Linked DNA regions of Mus musculus: region 2 is linked to region 1. The links are chromatin contacts, called in public HiChIP or PLAC-seq maps. All regions are on one chromosome and are shown on one strand. The core of a region is the stretch at or near the end of the contact, and the rest is flanking DNA. Distances in the headings are between cores, read along the strand shown.

Region 1 (6,338 bases), core at 1,372-3,871:
AGAGAGAGAGGGAGGGAAGGAGGGAGGGAGGGAGGGAGGGAGGGAGGGAGGGAGAGAGAGAGAATGATGTCTGACACTGACATCTCTACATGCACACACACACATACACACATACACATGTACACACACACATGCCCTCACATATACACACGCACACATGCACACACACACACATGCAGGCACACATACACGCACTCCATGCACACAGAAGCAAATTCAGCCTCCTAGCTTTCAGGGGTATCAGGCCCCATCATCACCGAGTGTAAATTCCAGCTTGAAGGACAGAATTATCCCTGCAATGGCTAGAGGTGGCCTTTAATCTTCATATTCGTTAGCTACTGTCCCCAACCGGCCTATTCAAAATTACATCATTCATTCATCCATCCATCCACTCATTCACTCATCCATTCCATGGCATTCCTACACACTCACTTCCAGTACTATCGGCAGGCAGAGAGCAAGTGACTAAGGACCGCACCCTGATGGGTGTAGAGGCCATGTTCCTAGAGGGCAGCTGAGTCCGACACAGAGCTGCTCAGAGGACAGAGTGCTGCAAAGCAAGGATACAACCAAGGACAAAGTGGAGTCCCTCTGGGGCAAGGGGCCAGCTGGGTAACATCTATGCCGGGGGGGGGGGGGTCTAATTCTTCCGAGTAGCCAGATGCAGAGTCGGGGTACTGCAAACCACACATTGATCCTGGGAAGATCTGGACCTGCAGGTTCCCTGTCAGGGCAGCATCAAGAGCAGTAAGGGCAGATGGGGTGAGAGTTCCTGAGGGACTGACTGTGTGAGCCTGCCTCATTTCTACCTTATTCTCAACTGCGGCCTCACTCGATACACCATCCACAGTCTGCTTCCCAGACCACAGTCAGAAACCAGCCCTTTAACTGGGACGGAAAAGGGGACTTTGTAGTAGGTAACCTTGTCCCCAAAGTTGTTTTCCCTGTTTTTGGATGACTGTTGATAAAGCCCAGTTCCCACGACCCCCCTGTCAGGCTCCGCTAACTTGCTGGAGCCCCTCTGAGAACTCTGGGAACTGTTCCCTGGCTCTTTCTGACTTGTAATAAAGGACTAGACGTGACAGAGACAGTGGAGAGAGGAATGAATGGCCCAGGTCAGGGAGGGCACGGGGCACCCTGGCTGCACTGACCAGAAAGCGCTCAGAACACTGCCCTCTTGAGGTACAGTGTTGCCTAGCACCCAGGAAGCCCCAGCATCCCAGAAAGCCAGGGGCCTGTAATCCTAGCACTTCAGAGGCCTGGGCAGGAGGATCAGTGTCCGCCTCAGCTCTGTAGTGAGTTTGGGGCCAGTCTAGGATCCATGAGATTTTTTTCTCAAAACAAACGACAAAGATCCCCCTGTTCTCTTGAGGATTTATGTGGGAGCGGCTGGTGACATCTAGACCTTCTTCCCCTCTCAGTAAGCTGGAGGGAGGGCAGGGCTGAAAGTTCCCACCCTCTCCACACAGCTAGTTAGTTTCCCTTAGCAGCCAGCCCCATCCTCAGACTGTCCAGCAGCCCTCAGGCCTGGTCAGCCCTGGCCACAGAAAGACACCACTGCAGAATTTTCCAGGACGTTAGGAGCTGAGTGCAGGCGACTGGACAAAGGTCAAATATGCATGTGACAGCATTACAGGTACTGGCAGCTCTGGTGAGAGCCAGAGACTGAGGCACCCTCACCTGTCCCCACTTGCGACACCCACCTAGCTGACCTATCCTGGGTCTCTTCAACAGGTCCCAAGTCTACTTTTCTGGGAAGGACTTGATTGGCCTCGCTGGAATCCGAGCCTCCATTCTGGTCCAGTAAGTTATGGCCATGAGTCAAGTTTGTCTGCTGGTTGCCCACCTTCTTGATTACAAAGGGGAAGAGTTGCCAAAAACAGGCCAGACTAACAGGCTAGAAGCTAACTGTGTCCATGTGAGTTCATCCTGTTTTGGTCTTGCTTAACACACACATACATACAACACACAAACAGACACACACATATCATCCACAATACACACACATATACAACGTGCACACCAATACAAGACAAGACACATATATACACAAACATAACACACACACTTAATATACCAACAGACATACACAAATACACATATATACACATATATAAAATGTATAAAATGCACAACATGAAAAACAGACACATACACCATATACAATACAGAGCCACATACAGAAACACACAGCACACACAACACAGAGAAACACAAACATAAGAGAGACAAGCACATACACACACACAAACACAGCACACAAGCAAGCACATGCACACATATACACAGAAACACACACACACAGCACACAAGCAAGCACATGCACGCTTGTTCAATCTCTTTAGATTTCCTTTATTTTTTATTTATTTTTTATTTTTTGATTGAACTCACGTCCTCTGGAAGATCAGTCAGTGCTCTTAACTGCTGAGCCACCTACCTGTCCAGCCCCTCCTCTGCTTTTCTAAGACATCCTCATTCCTGTTGCCCTCTTTAATGGTTCTGTCCTCAGCCCTACCTTCTGCCCCTCTCCTGTTTTGCTGTCCCTCCTCTAGGTGGCTCCCTAGGACTCCTCAGTGTATGAACGATCAGTCAGTTAACCACACCAGACTCTGTAGAGCAGAGGCACAGAAGCGATGTGGAAAGCTGTGCTCTGATGTTAGCTTGTCTGGGCTTACCCGTGTAAGGAAGCAAGGCTGCCCCAGGCTCCGCCCACAGGGAAGTTAGCCATTGTGGGACTCTCTTCTAGCCCTGCCTGAGAATTTCTTGGCCAGGCTTTTTCTTGTAGAGCTGTGATGGCCATGGCCATTCCCTGCCTGGTGCCGGGACTTTGGCAGAGCCATGTCCCTAAGGATGGGATGACACAGTTTGCTTCTCAGATCTCCATCCATCATAAAGCCCTAGTGGATTACCTGAAATTTATACTTTGCTTAGTTATGTGTACAGGGCTCTGGTAGAACATGGTGGTATTCTTTTTGTTGTGGTTGTTGTTGTTTTTGGTTTTTTGTTGTTTTGTTTTGTTTGTTTTTTAAAGATTTATTTATTTATTATATGTAAGTACACTGTAGTTGTCTTCAGATACACCAGAAGAGGGCATCAGATCTCATTATGGGTGGTTGTGAGCCACCATGTGGTTGCTGGAATTTGAACTTCGGACCTTCGGAAGAGCAGTTGGGTGCCCTTACCCACTGAGCCATCTCACCAGCCCCTGTTTTTGTTTTTTGAGGCAGGGTTTCTCTGTGTATCCCTTCCTGTCCTGGAACTCACTTTGTAGACCAGGCTGGCCTCGAACTCAGAGATCCGCCTGCCTCTACCTCCTGAGTGCTGGGATTAAAGATGAACACCACTGCCAGGCAGTGTTGGCACACGCCTTTGATCCCAGCACTTGGGAGGCAGAGGCAGGCGAATTTCTGAGTTCCAGGGCAGCCTGGTCTACGAAGTGAGTTCCAGAACAGCCAGGGCTACACAGAGAAACCCTGTCTCGAAAAAAACAAAACAAAACAAAACAGGAGACAGAGGCAGGTGGATCTCTCTCTGAGTTTGAGGCCAGTCTGGATTTCAGAGCAAGGTCCAGGAGCTACACGGAGAAACCCTGTCTAAAATAAAATAAAATGTGTATAGGGGCTGGAGAAATTCAGTGGCTAAGAGCACTGACTGCTCTTGCAAAGGACCCAGGTTTGGTTCCCAGCATCTACATGGTGACTCACAACCACCTGTAACTCTAGTTGCGGTCTTCTGACCTCCATGTTTATCAGGCACACATGTGGTGTGTGTGTGTGTGTGTGTGTGTGTGTGTGTGTGTGTGTGTGTGTGCAAGCAGGCAAAACACTCATAGCCAGAAGAATAAAATAAATACATATACTAAGATGAAAAATTACGTGTATATATGTGTCTATGTAGCAATCCCTGCAAAGGCCATAGGAGAACATCAGATCCCCTGGAGCTGAAGTTACAAGCAGCTGTGGACTGCTCAATGGGAGAAGCAAACTTGAGTCCTCTGCAAAAACAAACAGAACCAGCTCCTAAGGTCAGCATTGTCTCTCCAGCCCCATCTCTGCAATGTTTATTTGGAGTCATACCTCTTGTCTAGGCCAATGCCTTGAAATCCTGTCCACTTGAATCTTTAGCCTTAAAGTGGGCAGGCCCCAGGGTGTGGGCTTCCAAGCAGTAGAGGAAGAGTTGTCAGCTCAAGGGTGGGATGGGGAAACCATTTTCCAGATGGGCGTGGAAGGCTTTCTCTTTCATTTCTTGGAAGATGACTTCCCCTCCAGCAGTTTCCAGAAGGCCCCAGGCTTGCTGTCTAACAGGAGGAGATAGTTTACAGGGACCAGTGGTCAGAGTCATCAGCCCGATGATGGCTCTTCTTAAAGAAATCTGTTCCCTTGCCGGGAGCAGTGTGCCAGTTTAGGGTTCCACATAGGGTGTGTCTTCTGCCATGTATTTGAGCCTTAGTAGTCTTTGACTCTAGGCGGGGAAAAAAGAATATACCTTTACAAAGTTAAATATAAACTGGCCAGTGGTGGTGGACTCCTTTAATCCCCACATCAGGGAGGTAGAAGCAGGTGCTGGGGTCTTGGGCTTACTCCACAAGCACTGTATAAGACCTACACCCCAGCTCTCTTTCTTTTTCTTGAACAGACAGAATAATCCTGAACCTAGTCTTACAGCACCTAGGAAGGCTGGTAGACATAAGTACAAGCCTGCCTATCTTGTTACTAAGTTTCTTAATGGTTGTCCCAACCTGGAAGTCACAGGAGGCCAATGATCCTAGCAGAGCCGGTCTGGTACCATGTAATACGGGTGGCCAGCCTCCAAGCCAAGAACAGAGAATTCCCTACTTCCCCTTGCCTGGCCTCAAGTCAGCTAATTTCCTATTTTCTTTGGTTCTCATAGCATTCCCTGGGAAATTACAGATGGACTCCCGTCTCAGTTTGGGCTTTATTGCTGTGAAGAGACAGTATGACCATGGCAACTCTTATAAAGAAAAACATTTAATTTAACCTAATCAGAGGTTTGGTCCATTATTAGTCCATTATGTCAGGAAGCATGGCAGCCTGCAGGCCAACATGGTGCTGGAGAAGGAGCTGAGAGTTCTACATCTTGATCTGAAGGCAGGAGAAGGAGACTGTGTCTAGATGTGGCTACAGCATAGAAGACAAAGCCCGAGCCCACAGTGACACATATCCTTCAACATATCCTACCTCCTAATAACGCTACTCCCTGTGGGCAAGTATCCAAACACATGAGTCTACAGGGGCCAGTCCTCTGTCAACCATCACATCCCACTCCCCAGCCTCCATAGGCTTGTAGCCATAGCAAAATGCAAAATGTGTTTAGTCCAACTTCCAAGTCCCCATAGTCTACCACAGTTTCAACAATGTTTAAAATTCTCTTCTGAGATTCATGGCAGTCTCTTAACTGTCACCCCCTATAAAATCAAAATCACAGAACAGATCCTGTGCTTCCAAACTATAACGGCCCCGGGGTAGACATTGCCATTCCAAAACGCAGGGACGGGACCACAGTGGGGAAAACCCTGGACCAAAGAAGACCAAGCCCAACTGGGCAAACGCCAAGCTTTTCATCTCCGTGCCCTGACGTCATGTCTCACACTCCTTTCAGCTTTGTCGTCTGCAATATACGTCTTTCTCTTGGGCCAGTTCCACTCCCTGTCAGCAGCTCTCCTTGACAGGAGCCCACAACTCCAGCATCTCTAACCTCTTGGGGGTCCTCAAGGCAATCCAGGCTCCACCTTCACAGCTTCATGCAATGACCTCCATGCAGAGACAGCCCTGCCACACAAGCCTGGCCTCTGCGGCTTTCCTTAGTCTCAGAGATTCCACATTCTCCTTTTTCTATCATTGACTCTAAGGCCAGAACCACATGGCCAAAACTGCCGCGTTCTGCAGCTTGCTGGGGCTGGACCATGGCCCCCTTGTTCAATGACATCATCACCAGCTTTCTGCTTCGGATAGTTTCCTTCACTGCCTGAGCTTGTCGGTTCCTCTGTAGACCAGGCTAGCCTTAAACTCAGAGATCTGCCTGCCTCTGTCTTCGGAGTGCTGGGACTAAAGCCGTGTACCACTGTGCCTAACATGTTCTTTAATTCCTTTTCACAGGATGGAAGCTTAGTTGCATGGAGTCTTCCCTGAGGTCATCATCTCCTTAATTCCATTTAAGATCTATTTTTAAAAAATATTTATTTATTTTATGTCTGTGAATACACTGTTGCTCTCTTCAGACACCTGAAGAGGACATTGGATCCCACTACAGATGGTTGTGAGCCACCATGTGGTTGCTGGGAATCGAATTCAGACCCTTTGGAAGAGCAGACAATGCTC
Region 2 (6,338 bases), core at 2,229-4,728, 130 kb before region 1:
CACCAGCACCAGCACCAGCACCACCACCACAACCACTAAATAAGTATACTAAAAGAAGAGGAGGAGGAGGAGGAGGAGGAGGAGGAGGAGGAGGAGGAGGACAAGGAGGACACAGGAAGGAAACTTTCAGAGATCAGTTAGCCGCTGCCGGCAGGTGTTGTATACATGGTGCCACTGGCTTATAATCCAAGCACCCAAAAAGTGGAAGCAGGAGGCTCATCCTGGGTGGCTACAGAAGAAGAGAAGGGGAGGAAGAAAAGAAGAGAGAGGAAGAGAGACATGACAGAGAAAAGGAGTCTAAAGCCTGAACTAGAGTCAGAGCAGGGAAGCACTGAAGGACTCTGGCTTAACATCCCAAGATCCCTCATTCCTCTAGCAATCTCTCCCAACCTCAGAGCCTCCCCTCCCCTCCCCTCCCCTCCCCTCCCCTCCCCTCCCCTCCCCTCCCCTCCCCTCTGTCTACCCTCTCACCCTAGGCGACTGGAAAGAACAACTCTGACTCTGAATGGCACAGTAGAGCCAGGTGCCTGGACTGGCAGCGGATCTCAGACCAGAGCAAGGCCATGACTGTGGGGTTTGTGCCGGGCTCTTCGCGGTGGTCTTGCAGAGACGGGGCCCTTGGACTGAGGGGAGCAGAGACATTCCAGAGATTTTTCACGTGCAAACAGATATTTCCTTTGTGAGTTTCTAGACTAAATAACACTCCCTGTGTCTAAGGATCGGTGTGCTCTGCTGACCTGGGCCGGTTCTCTGCCGGTGGGAGGAAAGGGGAGCCCTCCTCCTCTGCCCACAGATTTGGAGCCAGAGATGGGGAAGAAGTAAAAAAAAACAAAACAAAAAACAAAAAACAAAAAACAAAAAACAAAAAACGGTGTCCTTATAAGAAAATACCTTCTGCTGCCACATATCTCCTTCAAACACTGAGGAAGTTTGTTGGCAGACCTTGGAGACAAAATGGCAAAGACTTTTCTAAGAAAATGTACCCAGCCCTCTTTACACATCTATATAGGAACACACTTAGCCAAGTTTACTTTCTGAGGGCGAGGGGTCTCATGTATCCCAGGCTGACCTCTAATTTGATATATAGCTGAAGGTGACCCTGAACTTCTGAATCTCCTTCCTCTCTGTCTTGAGTGCTGGGGTTACAGGCATGTACCACCCCACTGCACTGGGTGGAAGTGGTGCTGGGGGTGGAGCCTAGTGGTGCTGGGGGTGGAGCCTAGAGGTGTTGGGGTGGAGCCTAGGGCTTCATGCACCCTAGGGAAGGACCCCCTCAACTAGCCTTGCCATCTAGAGCAGTTTCAGGGTCACAGTCAAATGTGCAGACAGTAGGGAGTTGAGATTACCCACCCTGCACATGAGCTCCTGGGCCATAAACATCCTGAACCCACTGGGACATCCCGTGCCCATGAAACCACGTGACCGCACTGTTATTGCCCCAAGTGTGTATATCACATTAGGGTTCATTGTCAGAGTTTCACAATCCACAAGTATACTTCTGCTTCATTGTATCCTACAAGGGAGTTTCAGTGACCAATAAATTGTGTAAGCCGAGGCTGCATCCCAACCCCAGGCCACTCGGGATCTGTTTCCTGTTTCCACAGTTGTGTCTTTTCCAGAACGTTGGAATCAGAATTAGACAGACTTCTTCCACAGCGATGTGTGTCTCCTTTCTTCTCTTCTCTTCTCTTCTCTTCTCTTCTCTTCTCTTCTCTTCTCTTCTCTTCTCTTCTCTTCTCTTTTCTTTTTTCTTCTCTTCTCTTTTCTTTTCTTTTCTTTTCTTTACTTCCTCCTTCTCTTTTTGAGACAGAGACTCACTATGTAGCCTTGGCCAACCTAGACTTAGATCATATGGACCACAGGGACCCTGAAATCATAAAGATCTGCTCAACTCTGCCTCCCAAGTTCTGAGTTCAAAGGCATGCACCATCACACCTGGCTGCACACTCACACCTGACTTTCTCTTCATATTTCCATGGCTAAACCTCTGATTTTGCTATAGTAGTGACTAATTATCTAGATGTAGTGATTTTCTTTTCTTTTTTTTTTTTTTTTTTTTTTTTAGTTTGTTAACAAGGGAAAGCATCCCAAGAATAGCAGGGGGCTGGTGATCTTAAAGTAAGAAGAAGAAAAAAAAATCCAAGAACTTAGATTCTTAGTGAGTTTCACAATTTATGAATAAATTGTATTATAATAAAGGCTGTAATAGAATAAAAGCAAATCTGGCTTAAATAGAATAACTTCTAAATGGAATTTTTAATTTATTATATGTGTAAGTGTTTGCATATGTGTGTGGGTACACACAAGCCGCCGTGCACATGTGGAGGTCAGAAGACAACTTGCAGGGCTCAGTTTTCTTCTTCCAGCACATGAGTTCCGGAAACTGAACTAGGGTTGTCAGGCTGGACCTTTATCTGCTTGCTGAGCTATCGCCCTCTCAGGCTGCAGTAAGCAAACCATGGCACCAGAGGGCGCCTGACTCACGTAGTCCATAAGAACAGCAGAGCAGGGTATCTTAGCAGGCAGCTGAGGTACAGGTGAGCTCAGCTTACACTGGCAAGCTAAGCAAAGGGTGCCCTGAAGGAGGCCTCCCTCCCTCCTCTCTCCTCTTTATGTTATTTGTGTTCTTTCTTTGTTTGTTATTGTTAGGGGGACAATGTTATGACATGGGGTTCAGAGGGCAGCTTGAGGTCATTAGTTCATTGTTACACAGATCAAGCCCAGGTGCTCAGGCTTGCAAGGCAAGAGCGTCTACCCACTGAGCCATCTCCCCTCTCTCCTGCTCCTGGGGAAGAAACTGAAGCAGGAAGGAGTGGTACAAGTTTGAGACCCGCCTGGGCTACACAGAAAGTTCCAGATCCATGTCTTAGTTTACTGCTGTGAACAGACATCATGACCGAGGCAACCCGTATAAGGACATTTAATTGGGGCTGGCTTACAGGTTCAGAGGCTCAGTCCATTATCATCAAGGCAGGAGCATGGCAGCATCCAGGCAGGCATGGTACAGGAGGAGCTGAGAGCTCTCTATCTTCATCTGAAGGCTGCTAGCAGAAGACTGACTTCCAGGTTAGAATGAGGGTCTTATAGCCCACACCCACAATGACACACCTGCTCCAACAGGGCAGGAGGGCCTTGCTCAGACAAGGGTTAGTTCAAGGGCTAGCCTGGGTTATATAAGAACTCATCAAAAAAAAAAAAAATCAAGCCTAAATAAAGCCAATCCTATCATGAACAAAAGCTACTCCTTCCTGTTCACACTCCCCCCTATAAGAATCCAGCTGGAACCAGTGCCTTGGCTCCCACTGAGCCTCACTGTCTCCAACAGTGGGAGCTGACTGGACCGCACTAGACAGTGTGTTAAACACCACCAGGGCTGCTGAAGCTGTCTCTGCCAGATTCCTAGGAGGACTGCGGGGGTTTCCTAGCCCGTGGGAAGCAGGGCCAGCCTGTGCCTGGAGGCTGAGAGGGGGGAAGTTGGGCAATGCTTCTCCCTCCCACTGCCCGCACAGCCCAGGGCTCTAACTTCCCAAGTTCCCCAGGTCCCTGTGCCAAGGCTGGGGGGTATTTATAGTGCTGGCACATGCCGGGGGAGCCAGCAGAACAGCTGTTTTCTGATATGGGAAAAGGGAGCGATCTCTACTAGGAACTGTAGGAAAATGAGCCCAAAGAGGTCTGCCACTCAATGCTGCCCTCTCTGGGGAGGGGGCTTCAAATCCTGCAGCAACAGCATTTCCCACCCTCACGGCCCAGACAGTTGGTTCAGCTGGTGGCCCCGAATGCCAGGTGCTGAGTGGGCCCTGGGGCCAGGAGCATAAGGCCTTGTTCCTTACAGTGGCCAGGAGGAACAGTGTCGTGGAAACCATGAGTGAACATCCATCCAGTCCTAGGGAGCAAGAACCCAAGAGTCAACATAAGGGATGCAGCTATTCCTGGAGAGTGATGGCGGCGGGTATCAGGAGGGAGGGGGATAATGGGGCGACCCCAGGGCCAGCCAAAGTTTACCTGGCTTTTCAGGATTCATGTGAGAAGGTCAGATAGAATGGAGATTTGTGGGTCCACCCACAGACCTACCCATCCCCTCCTGGGGATCATAGAGGTTGGATACCTCTTCTGGTAGCATCATCTACATGCAAAGATGGTGCAGCTACGCCAGCTGCCTAGCAGAGAGTTGGAAACCACACAGGCTCACACACATGTACATACATACATACACTTACAAACACACACACACACACACACACACACACAGGACTAAAATGAGGATTAGAGCTGGAATAAGGGTCAGGGTTGAGGTAAAAGGTCAAGGGCCAAGTATGTAGATTCTCCCAAGATAGAGTTCTGGGGGGGGGGGGGGGAGTAAACTCTGTACTGCAGGTGATATCCAATCCAGAACCTTCCGCTCTGCAACACACACACTGACACTTCCCACACACCCAAACATGCACACACACACACACACACACACACACACACACACACACACACTGACACTTCCCACACACCCAAACATGCACACACACACACACACACTGACACTTCCCACACACCCAAACATGCACACACACACACACACACACATACACACACACACTGACACTTCCCACACACCCAAACATGCACACACACGCACATACACACATACACACACACACACACTGACACTTCCCACACACCCAAACATGCGCACACACACACACACACACACACTGACACTTTCCACACACCCAAACATGCACACACACACACTGACACTTCCCACACACCCAAACATGCACACACGCACACTGACACTTCCCACACACCCAAACATGCACACACACACACACACACACACTGACACTTCCCACACACCCAAACATGCACACACACACACGTATGTTATATATATTTAGTTCTCCCAAATGCTCTTCTGGGCATCCTTCACTCATGGGGTCCTGTAGACAGCATGATCTGTGACTGGAGGAATTCTTTCACCAGGCCACCCTCCTCTGTCTGGTACCAATGCGGAGTAAGCCCCATCTGTGTTGGCTTAAAGGCCTTAATTGCCGTCTCCTACTTAACAACTAACAGTGACCAAAAAAGAAAACTACCTCCTAAGAGAAGGTGCCCCACTGTCGGGATGGCAGCTTGCGTCAGTCTGATTGAGAGTGGTACCCAACAGCTTTCTGCCAGGGCCATGTCTTGAGAGGCTGTTTTTGTTTTTGTTTTTTTGGAGGAGGGGGTCTTTTATCTTGTTTTAATCTCTGGCAGGTTTGGGTGTTTGTTTTATGACAGTCTCATGTAACCCAGGCTGGCCTCAAACTTGCTATGTCTTAGGATAACCTTGAACTCGTGCGCCTCCTGAGTACAGCTGCCTGGATTTCAAGCATGCACCATCGTGCCTGACCCCCAGGGAGTCTCTTAATCATGCAGAGTCCCATGCTGTCCTCGAAGGGGCTGGGGCTGGTTTTTAGACCTAAATTGAAATGGAAATACAGGAGAGAGGTCAGTTCCTGTTATACTGATATTGAGGATGTTGCCAAACTCAAAAATTGCTCATTTTCCCAAAGAAAAGTCAGTTCCCCCTAAGGAGATCATTTGGCTCTCTGGTAGGAATGGTGAAGGCTAGGCTTTGGCGTTCTGAACTGTGAGACTCACCAGTGAAGGTGTGCCTGGACAGAGGTCAGGACAGTGATAAAGGAGGGTCGTGGCGCCCTCTGGTGAGAATAGGACCAAATGCACCCAGAGGGCATCCCACTGAGGGGACCTAGCCCCACCATGGGGAAGAACAAGATCCATAGTTCCTCCTGTGGCCACTCAGAGCTCACACCTTCCCTGATGGAGCCACTTAGACATGATATAGATTCCATCCAAGAAAAGAGGGAGGTGTCCATCTTAGAGAGAGAGAGAGATGAACACACTCTACAAGGGCTGAGGCCAAAGGAAAGTCAGGAGACTGAAGGCCTCTTGTTCCCAGGAGCCGCCCACAGTCGCAGGAAAAGAGTCCCTCCTCTGTCCTACCCAGACATTGCCACAGGGGCCATGGGTTTCCTACCAAGCTGTGTCTGCACAGACATCATGGATCATCGAAGTTGAACCCATATCTCTGTACTCCCATAACAAAAGCACACAGGTTGGATGGCTGAATGGTTGGTCCCCAGAAGATTGAGAGGTTCAGAGTATCTGAGAGAGAGCATGGCTTCTACACATCAACACAGGGCTTTCCCCGGCTGCAGAGGAAATGTGCACAAAAGGCCAAAAGAGAGATTTGATCCTTTCATGACCCAGTGGGATGTCTAGAGGAAGTTCCTGGGAGTTCTGTACACATCTGTACACACGCTGCTGGAATCTCTCCAGAC

Evidence for each region. HiChIP or PLAC-seq counts read pairs in DNA pulled down with a chosen protein or histone mark.
Region 2: an H3K27ac HiChIP or PLAC-seq map of microglia shows a contact between it and region 1, with 3 times the contacts expected there. The contact joins two enhancer-like sites. A contact is called at or near these places in 2 of 115 datasets of contacts at active chromatin or transcription factors (memory CD8 T cells and microglia) and 1 of 9 other capture datasets (pancreatic islet).

Annotation. Positions count from the first base shown.
Region 1 is chr4:149,707,009-149,713,346 of GRCm38.p6, reverse strand. No RefSeq gene overlaps it. Among named protein-coding and RNA genes, the nearest start is that of Tmem201, 28 kb to the left of the region's middle. Within about 2 kb of position 2,621, at least 148 of the 459 cell types and tissues checked have an H3K27ac peak or open chromatin away from gene starts, as enhancers often do. A contact at or near this core is called in microglia, where this site is marked.
Region 2 is chr4:149,838,226-149,844,563 of GRCm38.p6, reverse strand. No RefSeq gene overlaps it. Among named protein-coding and RNA genes, the nearest start is that of Gm42354, 51 kb to the right of the region's middle. Within about 2 kb of position 3,478, at least 62 of the 459 cell types and tissues checked have an H3K27ac peak or open chromatin away from gene starts, as enhancers often do. A contact at or near this core is called in microglia, where this site is marked.